Linked DNA regions of Zea mays: region 1 is linked to region 2. A link is a contact called in public Hi-C data. All regions are on one chromosome and are shown on one strand. Each heading gives the region's core, a stretch centred on a gene start, on an enhancer-like site or on the middle of the called end of the contact. The rest is flanking DNA. Distances are from core to core; before and after follow the strand shown. Region 1 holds the start of LOC100272459 (RNA binding protein). Region 2 holds the start of LOC100276548.

Region 1 (4,175 bases), core at 832-3,331, 430 kb before region 2:
ATTAAGAGTTATGGAGAATCCTCGAGAGACCCCATATTAAATGGGGTTGTGCATACCCTTAGCGCTACTCTTCAATAAACAAGAGAGTAATCCAGATGACATGCACATTATGACATTAATAAATAGTTTAGAAAGACGAAATCTTTTACATTCTTGTATAAGAACATTACTAGGTGTTGATGGTTCTCTTCCAAAAAAAAAAAAACTAAACTATCATGGGATATGGTTACCTGATGAGTGCGTCCTGTCTCTAGTCTCCACTCAACTAGTGCGGATCCGCCACCAGCAAAGACCTCTCTTACTTTGTACCTGTATGATTTTTTTCCCAAACAAAACAAGTTTCCTAAATGAGCCAAATTACACATGAAAGCCTTTAAATTAGGTTCAAGTTCAGAAAATACTTAGTTTCATGAGTTCCCATTTAGAATTCAGATTTCCGCTTTTCGCATGGTCATGGCAACCCTCTAGTGTAAATGTAAACTCATTTTTATCATTTTATGACTGGATTAAGTAACTGGACATTATTACAGCCATTGACTATTTTGACATGGGTCCTTCTAGCTCCTCACTCCTACCTGCTTACATGGGTGCTTACAATTAAGATGTCGAAACAGAATGGTCACAGTAATCAACCATATCTGAACAATGCAAATAGCTTCGAACTACATAATCAACATCGTTAGTACTAGACCTAGGATGCATTTTAATTCAAGTGGAAAAGCATTGAGGAGGCAACGTCATATAAGGATCCAAAAGAAGGGGCACAAGTGGCAGCTTGGATCACCTACTAGCAGCATTCCGTGCATATCTGTGGCCTGATCCAGCAATAGCAGTCATACGAATCCGATTGTTAGGATCACGTGCAATAGAAGCCTCAATCCTGCCAGAATTTGGATTAGGTGCGCCACAAGTAAGACTGATGTATACCCTACGGATTGTATGCAGCTTGAACTGTTCTGCTAATCGAGCATGAGAATGCTCATCCTGTCCCAAAGAAGAAAGACAAAGAAAAATGGGAGAGTTCAGCATAAGTCTGTATTATACGCACAGATTTCATAAAAGATTCTGAAGTACCAGGTTTATTTTTTAAAAAAAAAATGGGTGGCTATCACAACTCAGAATTCAATACCTTAGCAACAACAAGAAGCCCACTTGTCCCCTTATCCAGCCTGTGCACAATACCAGGGCGCACAAGAGCATTCCGGACTTCTGAACTTACATCTTCAGCAGCAAACTGATCCACATGAAATACATCAGTGTCTTCATCCGTAGAATCCGGGCATTCATCACCAGCTGAGCTGCGTGCTAAACAGGTAAATGTGGAGATCTTGCAGTGATGAAGTATAGCATTGACTAATGTGCCTTTGGCATTTCCTGGCGCCGGGTGAACAACCATATGAGCCGGCTTGTTGACAACAAGAACATGGTCATCCTCATAAACGATGTCCAGCGGGATGTCCTCCGCCTCTGCCCTCAGCGGCTGTAGCTCTGACACCGTGCAGCTGACCAAGTCCCCTCCCTTCACAGTATGCGAAACCTACAATGCACAAAGTGAAGTACAATTGGTGCTGCATGCCCTCATATACCTTGTGAATTGTCTCGTCCGGAATCAGAGTTGTAGTTTAAGCTACAAATCAGCTACAATAATGTATAAGCAGCATATTCCACAGTTCTGCTAACACAAGGATCATCCGACCTCGCTTGACAGGAAGCAAACAGAGCCTAGAGACACGGGGTAGCAGTGGCACCTTGGAGACCGGGCGGCCATTGACGGCGACAAGCCCGGCCCGGATGCTGGCCTGCACGCGCGCGCGGCTAACGCCCCCGCCGCCGAGACGCGCCGATATCCAGGCGTCTACCCTCGAGCGCCCCTCGCCGACGGGCACGGCTTCCTCCAGGCGCGTCCCGCCGTGGCCTCCCTTCCGGCTCTCCGCCGCCTCCGCGCTCGCGTTGGAGGAGGCGCACCTCGCGTAGAAGGCTCTAGGCCTGCTGCTACGGATGTTCTGGCAGCGCATGAGGCCCGAGAGGGTGGTGGCAACCGCCGCCGGCGGTGGCGCCGTCGCAGCTGCCATTGAGCTGCCGAGGGGGTGGACCGGTGGAGACGTGAGCACTGAGGGAGAGGATAGTGTGTGGGTAGATGGGCCTGTTGTTGGGCCAAGGTTGTCAAAAAATGGGCTGTAGGTCACAACGAATTTCTTGTTTTAATTGAAAGGAGCAATAGCATGTGAGTTTCTGCCTGCCATACGTGACTTGCTCATGCATCAGTCGTACAGTCGACTTTCTTTATTTCGCCTCACGGGTGGATGTGTTTTTTCTCCTCCTCATTGATCCAAACAAAAGGGAAACATTTATATTCATAAAGTCAAGTAGGGTTGTTTTCAAAGGGAGTAATGGACAGACTTGTGTTAGGCGATTTAATTACATCCCTTTCAAAAAATCTATATATGTAAAACGTATAAAATGTTAGGATTTATTGAGTTTGACTCGTTTATATAACTAACAATAAATTCGAAAATAAATATCAAAGACCCACTCACTAAAACGATACATGAATATCTAGGACACTAATGCTGTTTAGAGCAGATCGTGCAATTTCGGGCCTGATCTAATTCAAATTATTTAAAATTTAATTAAGTTTATAAAAAAACATTGTCGACATGTATGATTCTAAATAGCTATACTATGAAAATATATTTCACAATGATCCAGCTTATGAGAAAAATACAAATGATGCCATTCTAGGCCCGGTCAAACTCAAATTACTCTAAATTTAACTAAATTTGTACAATATATCATCAACATGAATAACTTCAAATACATATACTGTGAAAATATACTTCATATAAAATCCAATAAAACTTAAACTTATTTAGTACTATATTGTCGGGGACCATAATTAGGGGTACCCTCAAGACGCCTAATTCTCAGCTGGTAACCCCCATCAGCATAAAGCTGCAAAGGCCTGATGGGCACGATTAAGTCAGGGATCAGTCCACACGAGTGACTCGATCACGCTTCACCCGAGCCTAGCCTCGGCCGAAGGCAGCCGACCTCGAGAGACTTCCGTCTCGCCCGAGGCCCCCTTTTTATGGCGGACACATCACCGGCTTGCCCAAGGTCTTGGTTTCGCTCAGAAGCAACCTTGACTAAATCACCACACCGACTCACCAAATTGCAGGGGCATTTAACGCAAAGGTGGCCTGACACCTCTATCCTGACACGCGCCCCCGGCAGAGCCGAGGTGACCGCCGTCACTCCACCGCTCCACTGGCCAGTCTGACAGAAGGACAGCGCCGCCTGCGCCACCCCGACTGCAGTGCCACTCGACAGAGTGAGTCTGACAGGCAATTAGGCCTTGCCAAAGGCGCCACGGCGAACTCCGCTCCGCCCGACCCCAGGGCTCGGACTCGGGCTAGGACCCGGAAGACGGCGAACTCCGCTCCGCCCGACCCCAGGGCTCGGACTCGGGCAAAGACCCGGAAGACGGCGAACTCCGCTCCGCCCGACCCCAGGGCTCGGACTCGGGCTAAGACCCGGAAGACGGCGAACTCCGCTCCGCCCGACCCAGGGCTCGGACTCGGGCTAAGACCCGGAAGACGGCGAACTCCACTCCGCCCGACCCCAGGGCTCGGACTCGGGCTAGGACCCGGAAGACGGCGAACTCCGCTCCGCCCGACCCCAGGGCTCGGACTCGGGCTAGGACCCGGAAGACGGCGAACTCCGCTCCGCCCGACCCCAGGGCTCGGACTCAGGCTAAGACCCGGAAGACAGCGAACTCCACTCCGCCCGACCCCAGGGCTCGGACTCGGGCTAAGACCCGGAAGACGACGAAACTCCGCCTCGCCCGACCCCAGGGCTCGGACTCCGCCCTGGCCTCGGCCGGACGACTTCCGCCTCGCCCGACCCCCTGGCTCGGGCTCGGCCACGGCAGCAGAAGGCAGACTCAACCTTGGCTTCGGAGGAAACCCCACGTCGCCCTGCCTAGAGCACAGACCGCCACGTCAACAGGAAACGTCATCATCATCCTACCCCGAATCGACTCGGGTCACGGAGAACAAGACCGGCGTCTCGTCCGGCCAGCTCCGCCAGAGGGGCAATGATGGCACTCCACGAGCTCTATGACGACGGCGGCCCCCAGCTCTCTTACGGCAGCAGGACAACGTCAGCAGGGACTC
Region 2 (4,241 bases), core at 468-2,967:
TTCACCCCCTATGTTTTCATCTCCTGCAGCGGTTCCCCCTAAATACTCCCCCTATACCCCACTACAACTATAAAATAACATTTTCTATATCTATTACCAATTTTTTATCTACTAACAATTACTCGTGGCTCCACAACACAGTGCTGTAGGGGATGAACAGTGATCCCCTTGATCTGGGGGCACGCACGCCCACCCCTACGACTGCAGCGCATAGGGAGCTCTCTAGCGTTAGCCGCTGCGGGCGTAGAGACCCCCTACGCAGGGGAGAGGGCGCGGTAGCGCAAAGCGTTGAGGATAGTCTCAAGTCGAGAGTGGGAAGGGGAGGGAGAGGGCCGGGGCCCACGCGCAGTTCCCGAGGTCGGTGGCGCCATGCGCTTGTTGTTCTCCTCCTATTCTCTCTCATGTACCCGGCGTCGTCCTTCATGCTAGCATAGTAGCTCTGTGCATACGGATATGTACTATGTAGCTGGTATATATAGATACATAACCTAGTGTAGACAGACAGGTAGGTATAGTAGAGGATGTCGTCCAAGAAGCTGTACAGTACGTACGTAGGGTCCTAGCTAGCTGGTGCAGGGCAAGTGCACAGCAGCAATAAAAGCTACGTACGTACTCGTAGGCTGCTCTTGTACAAAGAACAGAAGAGCTACGGACGGGATCGATGCATGCATGGACCATTCGGAACGATGCATGGTATGGACCATTCGAACAGCAGCAGCAGGCCATGGGTATATACATGGGTATATATACTCCGCGCTAACAAACACCGAGGAAATGCTGTCTAACTGCTCGACACAAGTTGGGGCTCAGAAAGGCCCACGAGGCGAGAGAGAGAGGCAGAGGACACGTACGTGTACGTGGGCCTCCAACGGGTGAGCCCACCCACCCGCCTGCATGCCAATTGCCAATGCAGGAGCCAGGGATGCGCAGGGAAACTGATACGGGCGAGCCGCTGCCGCCCCAGAAGCCGTTTTCGACGCATTTGTGGGGTCAAACCTGCGGGCCCCGCACACGGGATCTTCTGTTCTGAGGCCGGGGCCTCGTCATCATATCATTCTCCCAGCTTGGCCGTCTTCGTTTTCCCGAGATTGATTGAGTATTAAGAAATGTTTGCCACAGAAATCAATCCATTCGATTCAGCTGCCGTGGCATGGCATGACAGCGAGGATGAAGGGGAGGAACTCCATGGCTTGGCTTTCATCAGTGTGGGCGTGGGCGTGGGCGTGGCCAAGAGTTTCTGTCATCTCTGAATATATGCCATCAAGAGTTCAGTCTCAGTCAGTCATGAGCGTTGGAGCTTTCAAAGCCTGCCTGTGCCCGCTAATTACTCAGTCAGTAGATTAAAGGGCATCATCACACACTATCACAGGGCAGAGAGCTTTACCCGACGCCCAGGACGAATCCTCCTGGAGCCTAGCACTGTCATTATGCCCTAGCTAGGCCAGGCCTAGGGTTCACAGGTCGCAATACAACAAAAAACCAGATTGGGGGCCTCACTGCATTCTACTGCTGCGACTAGTACGGTACACACCACAGATAAATCAGCAGCAAGTTCCATGGATTAATGTAGTACTACTACGTATTTGTTACTAGCAGCCTACTACCTTAATGGCAACTGTTTACCATTTATCAAAGGGAATAATTGTCCCCCCCTTTCATTCCCCGTATCTTAATCCCCCGTTGTCCGTCTCCTCCCTCCACCGCAGGCACACACACCTCCCTTTTTCATTCGAGTTCGAGGAGAAGGCGGCGGATGCGGCCATGGAGCTCGACGAGCAGGCCTTCCTGGAGGAGATCCTCTCCCTGCGCAGGGACGCCTGGGACTGCAATGTGTCCATGGGGGACCTCTTCGCCCCGGCGGCGGCCGCCGCCATTGACTGCTCCTTCCACAACCAGCAGGCGCCCACCGTCAGCGTCCTCCCCACCTTCACCGCCTCCTGCGCCGAGCCGCCGGCCTTCGACTGCCTCAGCGAGGTCTACGGCGCCGCCGCCGCGTTCGGCGGGCCCAATGCCGGCGACGAGATGGCGTTCCTCCACGTCGCGGAGCCCAAGGAGGCGCTGCAGCTGGACAACAACGCCGGCCTCGGGGTGTGCAAGGTGGAGCCCGGCCTGGTGGAGAGCGACGGCGGCGGCGCCGCCGCGCCGACGCCCGCCCCTGCGGCGTCCAAGAAGAAGAGGGTCGAGGGGATGCCGTCCAAGAACCTCATGGCCGAGCGCCGCCGCCGCAAGCGCCTCAACGACCGCCTCTCCATGCTGCGCTCCGTCGTGCCCAAGATCAGCAAGGTGAGAAGGACAAAGAGGGGGGGGGGGGGGGGGGGGGGGGGGGGGGGATCTCTCCTTTTTTCTTGGTTCTTTGTCCACCTCGTCGGACAAGAAAACAGCAAACACGCAATCAGTATGTCTATCTACGGCGTCGGCGGCTGGGCTGATGACTGATGAGATACGAAATGCGCGTGGTGGGTGCACAGATGGACCGGACGTCGATCCTGGGCGACACGATCGACTACATGAAGGAGCTGCTGGAGAGGATCAAGCTGCTGCAGGAGGAGATCGAGCAGCAGGGGGAGGCGCCGGCGGGCATGCTCAGCGTCTTCCGGGAGCTCAACCCCAACGAGATGGTGGCCAGGAACACCCCCAAGGTACGATTCTATCTTGTGGCTGGCCGCGATTGGGGGAAGGGGAATGCGAGGCGCGGCTGAGACGCTGATGCTGATGCTGATGCTGCGTCCTCGTGCAGTTGGACGTGGAGCGGAAGGAGGGCGCCGACACCCGGGTGGAGATCTACTGCGGCGCCAGCGCCAGGCCGGGGCTGCTGCTGTCCACGGTGAGCACGCTGGACGCGCTAGGGCTGGACATCCAGCAGTGCGTCGTCAGCTGCTTCAACGACTTCGGCATGCACGCCTCCTGCTCCGAGGTAGTCACCACCGTGACCGCTGCCTGCCCACACACACAATACATTGGTTCTAGATCTGCCAGACTCCCTTCGTCCTCAAATTAATTGGACGCGATGCAGTGCAAACAAGTTTTGCTCCTTGAATGTGGTTGCCTGACTGACTGACAGGGGGGACAATGACATCGCAGATGCAGAGGGACATGATCAGCGCCGACGCGATAAAGCAGGAGCTGTTGAAGACCGCTGGATATGGCGGAGGCTGCATGTAGAGGGCATGGCGCGGCTGTAGGAAGGAGAAGAAGAGGAGGAGCCGGAGCAGGAGGAGGCGGCAATAAATTAAGCTCTATTAAACAGCGCTAGTAGCAAGGAGCAGCAGCAGTATCGGTTCAGACTTCAGGTCCAGTAGCTGAAAAGGCAGGCAGGGCATGAGGCCAGTGAAGATATGGCATGGGGGACCTTTTTGCAATCCATTCTCCCCATCAGAACCCACTTCGAGTTAGCAGTGTGTGTCCGCCACTCCGCCTGAATCTTTCTCCTATATACTGCTGTATTTAATTAGCAAGAGCAAAGCTCTCACTGCCTTTCTAATGATTGATCAGAAGTGCCTTTGGCGACCCCTTGTCTTTCTGGACATCTATATATAATAACGTTCTTCATTCAGCTCCTCTGTTCTGTTCTGTTCGTTCGTTCATGGTTGAATTGAATTGCGGAGGGTGTCGAGGAAGGAAGCGTATCTTATGAGCAAGGAGCCCTGCTGCTCCCATGAGCAAAATCAATCCAGACCACATCCTCCACATCCAACGGTGCTGCGTCATGGGGGTTTTTGTAAAATGTACAGAGTTGCAAAGAACATTTTATAAAACCCCCTGACACAGCACCGTTGGATGTGGAGGATGTGGTCTGGATTGATTTTGCTCATGGGAGCACCAGCGCTCCTTGCGCACAAGATACGGTCCCGTCGAGGAAAGGAAGGGAGAGCATGTCTGATGCTGAAATGTTCGGTCCAGCCTATGGTCTGTACGTGTATGCATTTGCCAATTCGTCGTTGCAGGTCGACGGAGACGGACACTCGCAAGGAAGCAAGCAAGCAAGCAAAGGGATTGTTGTTGTCTTGGTAGAGTACGAGTACCACAGACAAGAAGCAAGGAGGCACTAGAGTTATCTTGGTAGAGATGAATTCATCTGTTCACTTCAAAAAAAAAAAAAAATGAATTCATCTGTAATGCTCGCCTATCACGGGGGCCGCTGATTCGGACCTGTTGATCTTGGGTCCTCTCGCCAGCAACTGTAGTGTTGCCGCGGGAGGCGGGCGCTAAGCATGCAGCCATGGCATGGCATCCGATATCGG

The links. A called contact is a pair of places that touch in the nucleus more often than the background predicts.
Region 1: a contact with region 2 is called in a Hi-C map of tassel, with 2.2 times the contacts expected there. The contact joins the promoter of LOC100272459 here to the promoter of LOC100276548 in region 2. A contact is called at or near these places in 2 of 25 Hi-C or Micro-C datasets (ear and tassel).

What each region holds. Positions count from the first base shown.
Region 1 is chr6:93,309,006-93,313,180 of Zm-B73-REFERENCE-NAM-5.0, reverse strand. It overlaps LOC100272459 (RNA binding protein), which reads right to left and starts at 2,081. Exons shown (of 6, transcript NM_001146932.1): 1 at 1,749-2,081; 2 at 1,130-1,537; 3 at 785-984; 4 at 231-309. The coding sequence starts at 2,072.
Region 2 is chr6:92,875,053-92,879,293 of Zm-B73-REFERENCE-NAM-5.0, reverse strand. LOC100276548 reads left to right here and starts at 1,717. Exons shown (of 4, transcript NM_001374062.1): 1 at 1,717-2,283; 2 at 2,469-2,639; 3 at 2,738-2,914; 4 at 3,082-3,553. The coding sequence starts at 1,762. The coding sequence ends at 3,162.